Regions from separate parts of the Danio rerio genome. Here region 2 is linked to region 1. Evidence: chromatin contacts called from public Micro-C data. All regions are on one chromosome and are shown on one strand. Each heading gives the region's core, a stretch centred on a gene start, on an enhancer-like site or on the middle of the called end of the contact. The rest is flanking DNA. Distances are from core to core; before and after follow the strand shown.

Region 1 (7,663 bases), core at 811-3,310:
AGTTAACCTGATACAGTACACGTGGTTACAAGTAACAAAACAATTAAATACATAATTTGCAAGCTAGAGAAAACGAGGCAACACTTTTAATCGCATGTAATTAGACTTGTGAAATGGAGGAAGAACTGATCCTGAAACTGATGATGCACTGATCCATGTTCTGACATAGTCCATCAGTAGACTTTTCTGATCCTTCCATTAACAAACGGCCGATGAATTCTTCTTTGTAAGCATGTAGTTTCCAGAAGCACTGCACAAGGCTGGGCTAGAATGCTGAGGTATTTTTGCAAAAATAAACCTCAACCACTGACTCTTCACAGTTTCATCTTTGGGTAGACACTTTCAATAATATCCAGCTAAGCACAGTGTGACTTCATTCGACCGGTGGCGTCTGTGTGTGTGTCTAGCCTTTTTTTTCTGTGTTAGTGGGTGGGGCCGCAGGTGTCTCCCAGGTTTGCGCGAGCAACTACTTGGCGGGGCTTGTGTTTCGTAGCCGCGTCATCGGAAAACACCTAATGACTCGTTATTAAGACGACTCCTATGAAGCACTATGAGTTGACTCTTTTATAGATGAATCAACAGTTTTAAACACAGTACACTTACAGATTTAAGCCTTAGCTGGATATTTCACTTTACTTAGAGCTGTGTTACAAGCTACATGGAAGGTCATTTTCAAAAATCCATAATAATGGCTCTTTAATCTTCTCAACCTAATATTTCAGCAATAATAATTACAACCCAGACTTATTCTAAAAACATACCACTGTACATTTCTGGAGATCGTGAAATATGTCCCAGGAGGTACGTTTTTGTTTTTGTGAATCCACCAGAGGCCACTTTGTATGCTGTTTGAGATCTCAAATTTCTCACGCGAGTGATATTCGTGCCTGCTGTTCTCGCGTAAATACACCAGAGGCCGCTGTGTACACTGTTTCAGATCTCAAATTTCTCTCGCGAGTGATATTCGTGCCTGCTGTTCTCGCGTAAATACACCAGAGGCCGCTGTGTACACTGTTTCAGATCTCAAATTTCTCTCGCGAGTGATATTCGCACCTGCTGTTTTCACGTAAAGCCACCTGGGGCCACTGTCGACTGACTGCCTGACTGATCCACCCTCCTCTTTCCCTAAACCCAACCAATAGTGTTTTCAAAAGCACCGATTGACCTGCTCACTTACTTCCCTAAAGCCAACCAACAATGTTTTGAAAAGCAATCCAGAAAAAGAGCCATTCTTAACCAGACTTGAACCCTTTCATCGTGGTCAGCTCTTCTTTGTGTCTCAAGTCCGCAGAAACTGGTAACAGCAGAAAAAGCCATCTATACGGTGAGCAGTCAGCTGGTAAGCACGAAAACATATCGCCCCGTAGCGTTAATTTTAAACACTTATGCAGCCATATGTACTTCTGGCAACATAATTCACGATTTCCAAAAATGTATATAGGGCTAAGTTTTCAGAATGAGCCTGTGTTGAATTAATATGTTTTGTGTTACTATAATAACTTGTCAGCTGATGTCATCAGTATAAACAGCTTTTAGACCATAACAAGCTTTAATATTCTCAGGCTTGTAAACAGTGCTTGTGCAGGTACTGTACTAAAGAACCCAACCTGCATAAAATTGAATGGCCTAATACAGTAACTAGCCTGCATCAATTATTCAGATGAGATATTGACTGTTTGAGAGGATAACACACACACTACAGCTTTTTCCTGGCTGTGGAGCGTTTTCACATTAATGCTAAAACAGGATGTTGCAGTTTCTCCCACAATCTGACCTGATGACAAATTTACACCGCTGCTTTGTCGTTCTCACTATGTGACATATTATTTCAGTTAAAATTCAGGATTTATTGTGACACAACATAACTGATAAACACAGTAACGTCCATCCAGCTCACCGCACCATTAGTGTATGCCTGACTGCTCCCACAAGAAAAATAGAAAGTATGCTATGGATACTATATGTACCTGTCTCATTATTTACGTATTGTCACCTTGCTTACCTGGTCTTACTAGATGGGCTGGATTCCCTGAGGAGTGCATCAGACGCGTTTCTACATCAGACGAGATGAAGAGTGACAACAGGAAACAAAGAAAGAGAATGCAATTACAATGTGTTCTTATGGAGAGGTTATAAAAGGAAGAACAACTATGTTATTACAGAATTACTGATTCTTTTATGGAACATTGTGTTGTTTGTTATAAATGATTTGTTTTTATGTACTCAAAAAAACTCATTTCATGTGCACTCACAGCCAGTTGCTAACAGACACAATGATTTTTCTGTGTATCAAAAACTCCTTTCCTAATTTTTGTTCTCTAAAATCACTGAGTATGCCGTGGACTTTAGCAAAAGATTCAAAGTAGGTCGGCACACTGCCACTTTAGCTCTCAAAAAATTTTATTAGTCAAAATTACAAAAACACTACGTTTCTACCGACATGGTCTTCATCAGGTGATGAAGACCATGTCGGTCGAAACGTAGTGTTTTTGTAATTTTGACTAATAAAATTTTTTGAGAGCTAAAGTGGCAGTGTGCCGACCTACTTTGAATCTTTTGCCACTTATGTTTGTTTTTTGATCGTGCACCTGCCTTCAAGTTTTTTCTAGATGTGCGCACATTTCTGTTTTATGCCGTGGACTTTCTCAAAATCTGTGCCAGAGATAACATTTTTATTACTTTTCTGACTTCAATCCATCCACATGTCATCATGTCCATCCACAAAATATACTATAGTAATTTATAGTAAACACAGTAGTGTTCTGGAACCAAACTTTATTAAAGCATTTGAATTAATATGCTTTGGTATTTCTACAGTTGCTATGGTCATATTACAACTGTAGTAATAAAAACAAATTGCTCAATACTTTCTACAATTATAGGGTGTGTTATCTAACAATACACCACAGGTTACTGCAGTTAAAACTAAAGTGTGCTACAGTTTTTATTGCAGTTTATCAGTTCACTATAGTAAATTCACTTAATTCAAGAAATGTAAATACCATAATATTTAAAATGCATCTTATTATGTACAAAAACACTAGTATTTACTGTAAACTACCATGGTCTTTTTCATGTGGGCATTTGGCAATGTGATTTATAAAAAGAGACCACTGATTACAATGGCACGGTGGCACAGTGGTTAGCATTGTCGCCCCACAGCAACAAGGTCGCTGGTTTGAGTGCCAACCAGGTCAGTTGGCATTTCTGTTTGGAGTTTGCATGTTCTCCTCGTGTTAGCGAGCACACCTTTCCCCCACAGTCCAAAGATATGTACTATAGATGAATTGAATAAACTAAATTGGCTATAGTGTGTGTTTGAATGTTAGAGTGCATGGGTGTTTCCCAGAACTGGGTTGCAGCTGGAAGAGCATATGCCTTGTAAAACATGTGCTGGATAAGTTGACGGTTCATTCTGCTGTGGTGACCCTTGATGAATAAAGGGACTAAGCTAAAGGAAAATGAATGAATGAATGAATGAATTTCACATTTAACACAAACAATAGAACATTTTAGTTATAGTTATTTCTCAATAATTTTAGTATTGCTTTGCATTGGATGGCTCTATTCAGAGCCTTCATCATGAAACTAAATATATGATGTATACAAAGTAAGTACCCTTATGCCACGTGTTGTAGAAGATAAAACGATTGTTGTGTCTAAAGTCTCATTGTTTTAACAAATGACCACAATTCGAATACAAAAAAAATCAGGCTTATATGTTGTATGAACCCAACAGTCACAATAACACAGCTCACTTAACCCCTTCAGACTGGAATTATGTTCCTAGTTTCTGAAAAATGTAATAAAATGTAAAAAGTATGTCACAGTTCTTGAGGCTCCTGTAAATGAGAACAAATTATTATAATAAAAATTCAACAACCTTTAAGTACAGTATATATATTTTTTGTCCATTTCAATGGACATCAGGTCAGAAGAGTTGTACTTCCCGAACAATATACCAACATAAGATACAAAAACACATACATGATTGCTAGTATAATCTTAAAATGTATTTTTAAATTCACAACCCTAATATTGTAACATTTTTACTTTAATTTTGAGGGTTTTGTTGTATAGATTGCACCTTGTTTATAACAAACATTATCTTTGTCTTCCTCATCACTCCACATAATGTCCACATCGGAGATATTTCCATCTGCTCAGAACTTCAAGATCTGTATATTATGCATATGAAATTGTTTTAGCAATAAATTAGTACATGGATTTAATTTTTTTATGTAAAAAAGTTCAATCAGTATTACTGGAGATTTCATTTCAGTAGCAGATCTTGAACCCATTGTGCATCCTAATGGACAGACATATTTGAAAAAAGCCTGATCTAAAGCTTGCAATGTTACAAAAGATGTTAAACTTTAATGAATAAGTACTGTACAAATCCTTATTTTTTTACATACAATCTATGAATTGTTGGCAAATATATCAATCAATCTGAAAAAAAAAAACATTGTGAATGTGGCTGGAGTAAAGTGATGCCATACATCTTTTCACTAAAGTATATTTTTTTTCAAATTACAACATGCCGAGCCTTACCACTTTATTCATATTCTTTTCAGTTTAGTCACTTTATTAATCTGGGGTCGCCACAGTGGAATTAACCGTCAATTTATCCAGCATTTGTTTTACGCAGCGGATGCCCTTCCAGCTGCAACCCATCACTGGGAAACATCTATACACACTCATACACTACAGACTATTTATTTGCCCAATTCACCAAGTGCATGTCTGGAATTGTGGGGAAAACCAGAACACACGAAGGAAACCCACGCGATCATAGGGAGAACATGCAAACTCCACACAGAAATGTCAACTAACCCAGCCAAGGCTCGAATCAGCAACCTTCTAGCTGAGGGGAATGTGCTACCCACTGCACCACCGTGCAGCCGCCTTACCTCTTGGAACCAGAAAAAACATGGGCTGACATGTGATGTCCATTGTAATTGACACAGGGTCCAAATGCATGCTCATACATACCTTTTGTATACCAAAAACAACACATAATGCTTAAAAAAAAAATGGCAAAGCGCTTTGCCTAATTGTAGTGCTTCCAGATTTTCTTCTGCTCTGTGAACAGCACATGGCTTAATCAGCTGTGTTTTCAAAGCTGAACAGTTATGCAATGTTTTGGCATTATTCACTTTTAAATCCACATGCATTAAAGAAAGAAGTCAATCTTAAATCTCAGAAGGCACCTTGTGAGCATAATGACCTACAGGTGCTGTAAACAATGTGCATTGTTTAGCAAGCACTACTGCTGTCTTGGAATAATGGTGTTGGTGTTTTTCATCATGAATCATACATGAGCTTCACCTGCGGTAAACAGGTGAGTAATTACTGGAGATTGACTGTTTAACAACATCTTCCTCTGTGATGATGTCCACACACAAGACAAAGACAGAGCTCTCAGAACTGGTTGTTTGACATTTATAAGTAATGTTCTGGAACAAGTTGTCTGTGGTGTTCGAGGTAGTGTTCGAGGTAAACACCCACTTGTGCATTCAGTCACAGCAGATGTTTTCTGAATCAGCCTACACAATGTGAGTTTGACATATGTTTCAAGAATAAGTTAGGGGAGCAGTGTTTTTTTTTAAAGAAATGGATCAAGTCTGTTCTTCAGAGCATTCTATTCCTCAAATCTTGAGGTAATAGTGAGGTAATAGGTAGATAGTAAGCAGGACAACTGTTGTTTGTTTGTTTATTAATCAAGTCAGCATATTGATCTCTTCAGGATCTTGTGAAACTAATGACTGGAGAAAATAAATTATATATATATATATATAACAGATCACTTTTTGGAGCCAAAAATAGTGCTTACATTGCATCTGTGCAAAACCTTCTTTTATTAATAGAATATTAATTCAATTTAATTTATTCATTAATTCATTTTTTTTTTCGGCTTAGCCAACTTATCCAGCATATATTTTACGCAGCGGATGCCCTTCCAGCTGCAACCCATCACTGGGAAACATCCACACTCATACACTACAGACAATTTAGCCAGAGAAAACCCGTGCAAATGCAGGGAGAACATGCAAACTCTAAATACAAACGCCAACTGACCCAGCCGAGGCTTGAACCAGCAACCTTCTTGTTGTGAGGCAACAGCACTACTGCGCCACTGCGTCAGAACAATTTTTAGTGCTAAATAAAATCCTTTCATAATGTTCCATAACGAACCATTGAATGTGCTATAAAAAAACCTTAATTTGATATCATGATCATAATTATTAGTATTATTATTGGTAAAACAATTTGGGTTGCATTAATCCAATGCTGTGTAAAATGGACAAACCCAATCATTGGTTTAAAAAGTGTCATTTATATTTAATTGAAATTTTAAAAAATAAATAAATAAAAATTATACAGACCGAACCGCATGTATCAGATAGGTCATTTTAGTCATTTTTTCACTGATGTGATCTTACATTAAAATGACCAAATTTGTACAACAGTTAGTGTATCTTTTCAATTTTGTTAGGTACAAAATATACATGTGTAAAAGCCAGCAAAACCAGACATTATGCAATACAGTTAAAAAAAAAAAAAAAACAAGTGAAGTCATGGAATGGGTTATATGTTTTGTAACTTTTTAAATAACCCAAGCATCAACTCAGTTAGAGTTGGTTGGTTGGATCTCTGTTACTTACCTAATTAAAAGAGGAATCCTCAACTGAACCGCTGCTTCTGTTAAACTAAAAATAGAAAGAAAGAAAATGACATTGGTATGAAAAGTTACATTCTGGTGAGTTATAGACATTTAAGATAAAAATAAATTTACCCTTTGAGAGTCTGTGTAGTTGTCGACGCGTGAGAAACCCAGTAACGAGCTGCAGGTGCTTTGTCAGTAACAAATTTGAAAAACAAAATGGCGGGAAATAAAGATACTTAAATCTAAAGAATCATTTACGCATAATAAGGGTTCTTCACGACAATACAGTTTTAAATAGAAATATTGATACAAAGAATCTTTAAAAAGCATAAGTGTTGCCTATTGGATACTTAAAAGTAGATCAAGGCAATTAAAATAGTTTTGGCATTTAGATTAAAAATTATCAAATAATTTAATAGGAACGATGCGATCACGTGTTATAAGAAAACAAAGAAAGAGTAAGCTGAGATGGAAAACCACTAAGAAACACTATAAAAAGCCCTGTCCGGTTTACTTTCTCTTTGAAACACAATAAACATCGTCCTAGAGGATGAGTATGAGTTTGAAACACAAATTGAGCTGTGCTGTCCTCATGACGTTTTGTTCACACTCAGATCAGTGGAGCTGGCCCTATAGAGCCTTTCTGTTAAGGGCCACTGCACACTTTTAGGTTTCATTAGTCTGCTTGTCATAAATTTTCACTCCCGCTAGGGACAGGACATGTCCCTGATGACTGTTCAATCAAGCTTTACTAATCCTGATTATCTCTAGTCTGTTTATTAGTGATGTTTGCAAAGGAAAGCATTCAAGTGCAATTGGCCCGTCTGAACAATACTCTAATCCAGTGTTTCTCAACAGGGGGTCAGGGGGCCCAGATGGGCTTTCGAACTTTATTCTAAAATGTATTCCTAAGATGTATACTGTTATACCTTCAAAAAGCCCCAGATGACTTAAAATCGTTTGTTTAAAAAAACAAAAAGTTCTAAAAACAAA
Region 2 (7,314 bases), core at 358-2,857, 310 kb after region 1:
TTTATATCATACATAATTCTCAGGTAACAAGCTGTTGTATATGTCACTTTTAAGATGCCAGTATGCTCATACTTTAGTGTACCTTTTTTTTTCATTCAACTTTTGTCTATTCCTGGATTCCTGGAAGACTGCAGCTCTGCAGAGTTAAGTTCCAGCCCAGCTTCAACACACTTACCTGTAGGTTTAAACAAGCATAAAGCACACAATTAGTTTGATAAGGTGTGTTTAATGAGGGTTGGAACTAAACTGTGGAGAGCTTCTGTTTATCAGTTTGTTGCATACTGATTTTTATTAACATACTTTCTATTTCATTCATTCATTCATTTTCTTGTCGGTTTAGTCCCTTTATTAATCCGGGGTCGCCACAGCAGAATGAACCATCAACTTATCGAGCAAATCTTTACGCAACCCCTTCCAGCCGCAACCCATCTCTGGGAAACATCCACACACACACACACACACACACACACACACACACACACACACTACAGACAAATTAGGTCGCTGTCTTTGGACTGTGGGGGAAACCGGAGCACCCGGAAGAAACCCATGCAAACTCCACACAAAAATGCCAACTTAGCTGAGGTTCGAACCAGTGACCTTCTTGCTGTGAGGCGACAACACTACCTACTCCGCCACTGCGTCACCTAGACTTTCTTTTTGTGTAGCCTATTTTAGAAGGCCCATAATACTGCTGTATATATGTGCAAAACAAAGATTAAATCACTGTAAGTAAAATAGAAAAATAGAAAATACTTTTATCATAAAATTAAGCAGTATAACAAGCAGCATTTTATACAAGTTCAATGAATAATACAGTGCATGTTTTTTTTAAATAACTTTACAATTAATTAGTATAGCTGTTTATGTGCTCCACTAGCTCACAATTCAATCAAAATAATGATATCCAGGATATTTAGTGACGTTCAAGAGACAGAAATAGAACACCACAGACCAAATGCTATGCAGAACATAGTCTTATGTCACTAAATCAAAATCGCGTACAAATGTACACTACAAGCCATCCTGAAAAAAGTCATAAAAATCATTTCCCAACTTTCTGAATGTAGCTATCATGGTGATGACTTTCATTATTTATAAAGGACATTTATATTCATCACAATACTCATAGTGCCACCTGTTGGTCAAAACAAACAGATTCAATACAAGATTTCTAAATCTTCTACCTGCAAATGTTACATTTATATAAGTGAATTAGCCTAGATATTAACTTGTACATAAGTTCGTTCATCTCTTATATAAACATATTTAGTACTTGTCCATGATATTTTTCTAATGCCATTTTAAAGTTATAAAATGTTTTAGAGTAACATAAAACAGTTTACATAATCTATTACATGTAAATTAGATGTATATATTTTTTAATTGCACCACTATGCATGTATTAATATCTAAAGCTTTACTAACTAAGAGTCCATGATGTAAAGAGCGTATGTTTTGGCCTGGTTCTCATTGTCTGACATGTAATATTGTTTATAATACGTTTCGTTTCTTCTCTGCACATAACTTCATGTTCTGTATTTTAATATTGGTATGTCTAAACTGGGGGGAAAGGGTATTAATTCAGACTCGAAGAGCTTTTTGGTCCCTCAACAAAGCCCCTCGAATTTCCCATGAGCCTCCGCGGTTCATGCTGCTGTAAGCGTGTCTGAATCAACACTGATGTTGTTTGTAAATAATACGAGATTTTAAAAGGTAAGGTCGAATTGTGTAAATCTGTTAATCTGTGATGTTTGTCTATTTGTTTCTATATACAAAGATAATAAGTGTTTCCTTTGCGGTTTCTGCGGTGTGTCGTTTCCTGCAGCGGCTAGCTATTTTTCTTGCTTTTTAGCGCGTTAGCATCCACACAGAGCCGACCAGCTTGCTAATGCTTTCCCAAATAACGCCCTTAGAAGAAAACATGTGTGTAAATGTAACTAATTTCTTAACACCTGTGCTCTTCTTCTTTCTTAATTCTTTGTTGATTTCACGTTTTAAATTGGAGACAATGGTGAGAACCTGAATTAGCATCTTAGCCGGTCTATGTCCGCAGTAACAGTCGATTGTATACTCAAGCCTGCAAGAGATGTATTATAGGTTCCACATCACTATAGCTGGCGTTTTAAACTTAACGTGACTTAGTTTTGCATAACAATATTTTGCATATACATATTAGGCGCAGCTGTTACTGCACTCTCAAACATTAGCATCCCAACAAACACATTTACGTTATAGCGATGTCTGCACAACGTTGTATTTTTTCAAAGACAATTTGCCGCTTACGTGCTTGCTACATTGTCACAACATAGAAATGTAAGAAGTGAGAAGGCTGTAGCAACGTTGTCGTGCGACATTCAGCAACCGCGAGACGGCGTTTTTACTACTTGTATTAATATTTTTGTGGCAGTTTATCAATACTGCCTAGAATACAGGATAAGCAGTAATTCTTTTCCAATATTGCTTAATATTAAATATTGTTCAGTTATTTTTTAATTTAACAACTGCATGTATAAACTTTGAAGTATAAAAATGCCACACAAATGAATATAATCAAACTTTTTATTATATATTTCACAACATTTAATACATACAGTACACATCTAATCTAAGCAAACAGTATAAAATAAAGTTTAGATTTTATTCTCTCTCTCTCTCTCTCTCTCTCTCTCTCTTTATATATATATATATATATATATATATATATATATATATATATATATATAAACACATATATATATATATATATATATATATATATATATATATATATATATATATATATATAAACATATATATATATATATATATATATATATATATATATATACACACACACACACACACACACACACACACACACACATTTAAACAAAAGGGTAAGCAAACAAAAAAAGTAAACAAAAAATCATTAAAATGTAAATAAATAAATATATAAATTAAAATGCTGACACTGGGGAAGGATGGAGAATACAGCAGACCGGGGGGTGCAGCTGAAGCCAGGCGTAGTTGTTGGTATGGAGAAAGCAGTCAGAGGAAGAAACGAATCCAACAGAGAATCCAGCTTCAGAGATCCACAGCAGACACAAGTCAAAATAGGCAGTGAACAAGAGAGGACAGATGACAGATCAGAGCTTGACACAACAGGACTACACTGGAAATGACTACTGACTAGCAAGTTTATATTGAAGCTTCAGACATTTATTGTAATTTTATTATATATGAAATCTCCAGTGAGTAATTATGGAGCCTACTTCATTTAAATTTTTTAATAATATATCATATACTAAAATGACATACAAATAAATAAATTTAGAGATACAGGGAAAACAGGTTTGAGTTAACAGAAGTCAGAGTTAGTCTCCGAATACTTACTTACATTATGAGAAGAGAAAGAAGAGGTCCTGTAGTTGTGGCGTTGCTCGCTGTAAAATGGAATGTTAAACTTAGTGTCATTTCAATAACAGCTGTACAAAATAACAAAGTACTTTTTCATAAGCATGGTCTATTTTCCACATTATGGACATACTGTGTTTTAGATAACATAACTGCATTTAATATGATAGTAAATATAGTAGAGTGGTATACTCTTTACATCATCTAATTCTTCTTTCCATAGATCAGGAATTACAGCAACACAGTTCTGAGGTGAATTCAACAACTGAAAACATTCTGAAAGACATGTTACATAAATAATTTGAAAACAACAGTGGGTGGGTAAACAATAGAGTTTTATGCAACTTGCGCATAATTAAAAAGAAATTATCAATGGAAGATAACCTCTATGTGAAAATAGCCTGTTGAGCAAAGAAAAAAAGTGGATTTTAAATTCCAACATCAAAAGACCAATCAAAATAAATAACGATTTAGACTAGCAGATCTTTTTATTAATAATAGTAACTAGGCATTTTAACATTATTTTATATACTTTAACTTATGGGGATAGATCACCCAAAACTGACAATTCTGTCATTTAGCCTCATCCTTTACTTGTTCCAAACGCATTTACCTTTTTTTTTCTCTGCTGAACAATAAAGAAGATATATTGAATAAGCTGGAAACCTGTTAACTATTGAATTCCATTGTGTTTTTCCTACTATGAAAGCAAATGCTTACAGATTATTCAGATTATTTCTTTAAAAGACTGTCTTTAGTGTTCAACGGAATAAAGAAACTTAAAGATTTGGAATCACTTATTTTATGGGTGAATAATTTGAGTACATGTTTATTTTTGAGTGAACTTTAACGGGATGCAGTCTGCACAGAGGTGTTTTGTATTAAAAGTCAGTTTGTGTGTTTTGTAAAAAGTGCGTCGGCTGGGATCGTGTGATGCAGTATCCATAACTGACTCATCACGATCGATATGGAAAAAAACTGAACTTCAAAAACATTTTTGTCCATTCGAGTAAAGACAAGGGGCAGGTAAATTATCAGGAAATGTTTTATTGAAAGATTTAACAATGTCTTTAATGTTGTCGCCGTCCGCGAACGGAGTGCTGAAATGTTACTCGCTCGTAATAACTTAATTACGGCTTTTTTGTATGTGTAATGTTGGAACAGATTGTTGTCGAAATCGTAGGTTTGTTTGAATATTCACAATTTGCATATCTTAAGAAGAAATAAAGCAATACTCGTGTCTCCTCTGTGGTTGATGAATGAGGCGACAGCTTGTTGAAATTTAAACTGATTCAGCTGTGACCAGTAAATGTTGTACAGTGGTCGTCCACGCCACCTAAGCATAACCTAAAGCATGCGGCCCTCATGATTTGTAAATGGCAACATTATGACATCATTGTGACAACCTTTAGCAACAACGTAGATTCCTCAACCTTTTTGCAAGGTTGGTACAACGTTGTAGGAAGGTCGCTACGTTGAAGCAAAAAACGTGTGTTTTTTGGGATGCCTTTGTTTAGGATTATTTATTCTAGTGGGTTTAAACCCAGGCTTTGATGTGATTTGTGGGTATTGGGTGTGTTTACCGAAATGACGACATTGCACTAATGCCTTTTGTTTACTCTTAGATGTCTGAGTTGTTTATGGAGTGTGAAGAGGAGGAGTTGGAGCCATGGCAGAAAGCAATACCTGAAATAAATCTTATCGATCTGGATGATGATGATGAGGATGATGATGAACCAATATTCGTTGGTGAAATCTGCAGCTCCAAGCCTGCAGCCCAAAAAAAATCAGGTATTGCGCGTTTTTGGGACTCAGTAACTTCTTTTCCTGTCATGTACTTGTGATGATTTTGTTTCTCGTGATCCTCAGTAGCCGCTAACCAACAGAACCAGCGAAATGTCCCAGTTCAGAAACCTGCAACGGTGACTACAGTGCAAAATACACCGCAAGCCCCGCTGAACCCTCCTAGGGTGGCTGCAGGTCCTACAATCATGGTCAGAAGCACAGCTCCATCAGGAGGAAACCCTATCCTCATCCCTCTCAACACAACTCTAGGACCACAAACAGCCCCACAACCCATTATTATTAACAATCAGGTAACCTCATATCAAACTTGTTTACTTCTGATTTGTGATTTTGGGGTCAAATGCAAAGCACAGAAGTTTGTGTGCTAATTTTCATCAGCTGAGGTAAACGTTTCTAAAATCAACACAAGTTAAAAAAAAAAAACAACCATACTGCAATACACGGGTGTCAAACTCAGCTCTGCAGAGTTTAGCTTTAACCCTGATTAAACACACCTGATCAAACTAACTGTGGCTGCATAGAAAATCGCCTACTACACCATAGGCACTGCATTTGAACTTGAATTTACTACTCAACATTTAGCAAAATATGTTCTATACATTATGAATGTGAGTCAGATGTTCTACATCCACCATTTTGTCATGATCACATGTCCTACCCACTTCAGTTGTGTCACTTCACTCCTAACAATGAATTCGCTTGCAGTGCATAATGGGATTGCACAGTGTGCATCAGATGCACTTCAGAATCTTACTACTCTCGCATACTGCTTTTCGAATTCTATGAATTCAGAATTACTACTCTGCTCGCATACTATTTTTAGCAAACTATAGCTGCGTCCTAAATCGTGTACTTATGCACTATTCTACGCCATTTTGTAATATAAATAGTGTAAGTAGTGCGTTCACACTGAAAACTCTAGAAATAATAAGTGCACTTTAATTACCCGGATGATGCACTCATTCAGCCGGTAAAATGAAGTGTGTAATGATGGACACTTCACGCACTAAACGACCGCAGGTTTGCTCACGTAGTGGAAGGGGCGGAGCTTTCGAGCGCACATGTTGAATAACTTTTATTTATTTTGGATGGTGAAAGCAAAATTCTCCTACGAGAGTGATTATGTCGCTTCCCGATAGTGAATGCGGTTATACTCATGGCTGCTATTATTTGATGTTTTGGTTGTTTATTTCACAGATTTGGCTACTGTCAAACGTCATCAGAGAAACGGTTTGAATTTCCGCTTAGTAAAAAAATATTAGTCTTCCATTTGGGACGACACTACATACATGTACTATGCTGTTGAGTGTTTAAGTGCATAAGTACATAGTGCATGAGTGCATACAGGGTTCAACGTTAAGGATTTTTTTCTACTGGCCCAATCGGACCAGTGGTTCAGATTTTTACTTGCCCTGCCAATATTTTCACTGGCGCCACCAAAAAAAAAGTTAATAGCTATTTCTTAGCCACAAATAAAAAAAAAATTGTCAAAATGTTTGTAAATATAGAATTTTAATATTTTTAAAAATGTAATAAATGTGTAATGTGCAAAATTCAAAGTGTTTTGAAACAAAAGATGGCTAAAGACCTGCCAAACTGACAGCAAACTGTACAAAAGATCACTTAATTTTTTTCTCGTGGTGTACCCTCATATATGTCTGCTTCCAAGACGTTAGAAACAAATGTTTTCCTTTAGCATCATCATTTGATGTTACCACCATCATGTTGCTGTCTCTTCGCTGTACTAATAACATGCTCATAACATTCAATCAGATAAGAAGAACCGAGAACGTAGCATTTGAAGGCTTATAAATACGAACTGTTTCTTAATTCTCAAACTGTATTTGCTCGCAATTTTCAAATAGTCACAGGCAAATTAAACTTTAGTAACAAGGCAGCAGTGGCCCGATCGGGCCAGTAACGATCCTGTCTACTGTCCTGGGCATCTCACACCCTGGCCCCGCGCCATCGGGCAGTCCTTATTGTTAAGCCCTGGCATAGTGTATAGTGTGCCATTTAAGACGCAGCTTATATAGTATGGAAGTATGGGATTTCGGGTGCAGCTTGAGTCTTTCAGGCTTGTTTGAAACCAACAGGTGAAGCCTGTAGGTA

Evidence for each region. Hi-C and Micro-C count contacts between places; a contact is called where the count stands out from the background.
Region 2: a Micro-C map of caudal fin shows a contact between it and region 1, with 10 times the contacts expected there. The contact joins the promoter of znf280d here to the enhancer-like site in region 1. A contact is called at or near these places in 1 of 18 Hi-C or Micro-C datasets (caudal fin) and 1 of 4 datasets of contacts at active chromatin or transcription factors (embryo).

Annotation. Positions count from the first base shown.
Region 1 is chr7:54,010,536-54,018,198 of GRCz12tu, forward strand. LOC141375136 (a long non-coding RNA gene) reads right to left here and starts at 6,850. Exons shown (of 4, transcript XR_012382687.1): 1 at 6,800-6,850; 2 at 6,669-6,713; 3 at 2,003-2,053. Within about 2 kb of position 2,061, at least 5 of the 62 cell types and tissues checked have an H3K27ac peak or open chromatin away from gene starts, as enhancers often do. A contact at or near this core is called in caudal fin, where this site is marked.
Region 2 is chr7:54,316,225-54,323,538 of GRCz12tu, forward strand. It overlaps znf280d (zinc finger protein 280D), which reads left to right and starts at 1,608. Exons shown (of 18, transcript XM_679451.9): 1 at 1,608-1,716; 2 at 5,022-5,187; 3 at 5,266-5,492. The coding sequence starts at 5,022.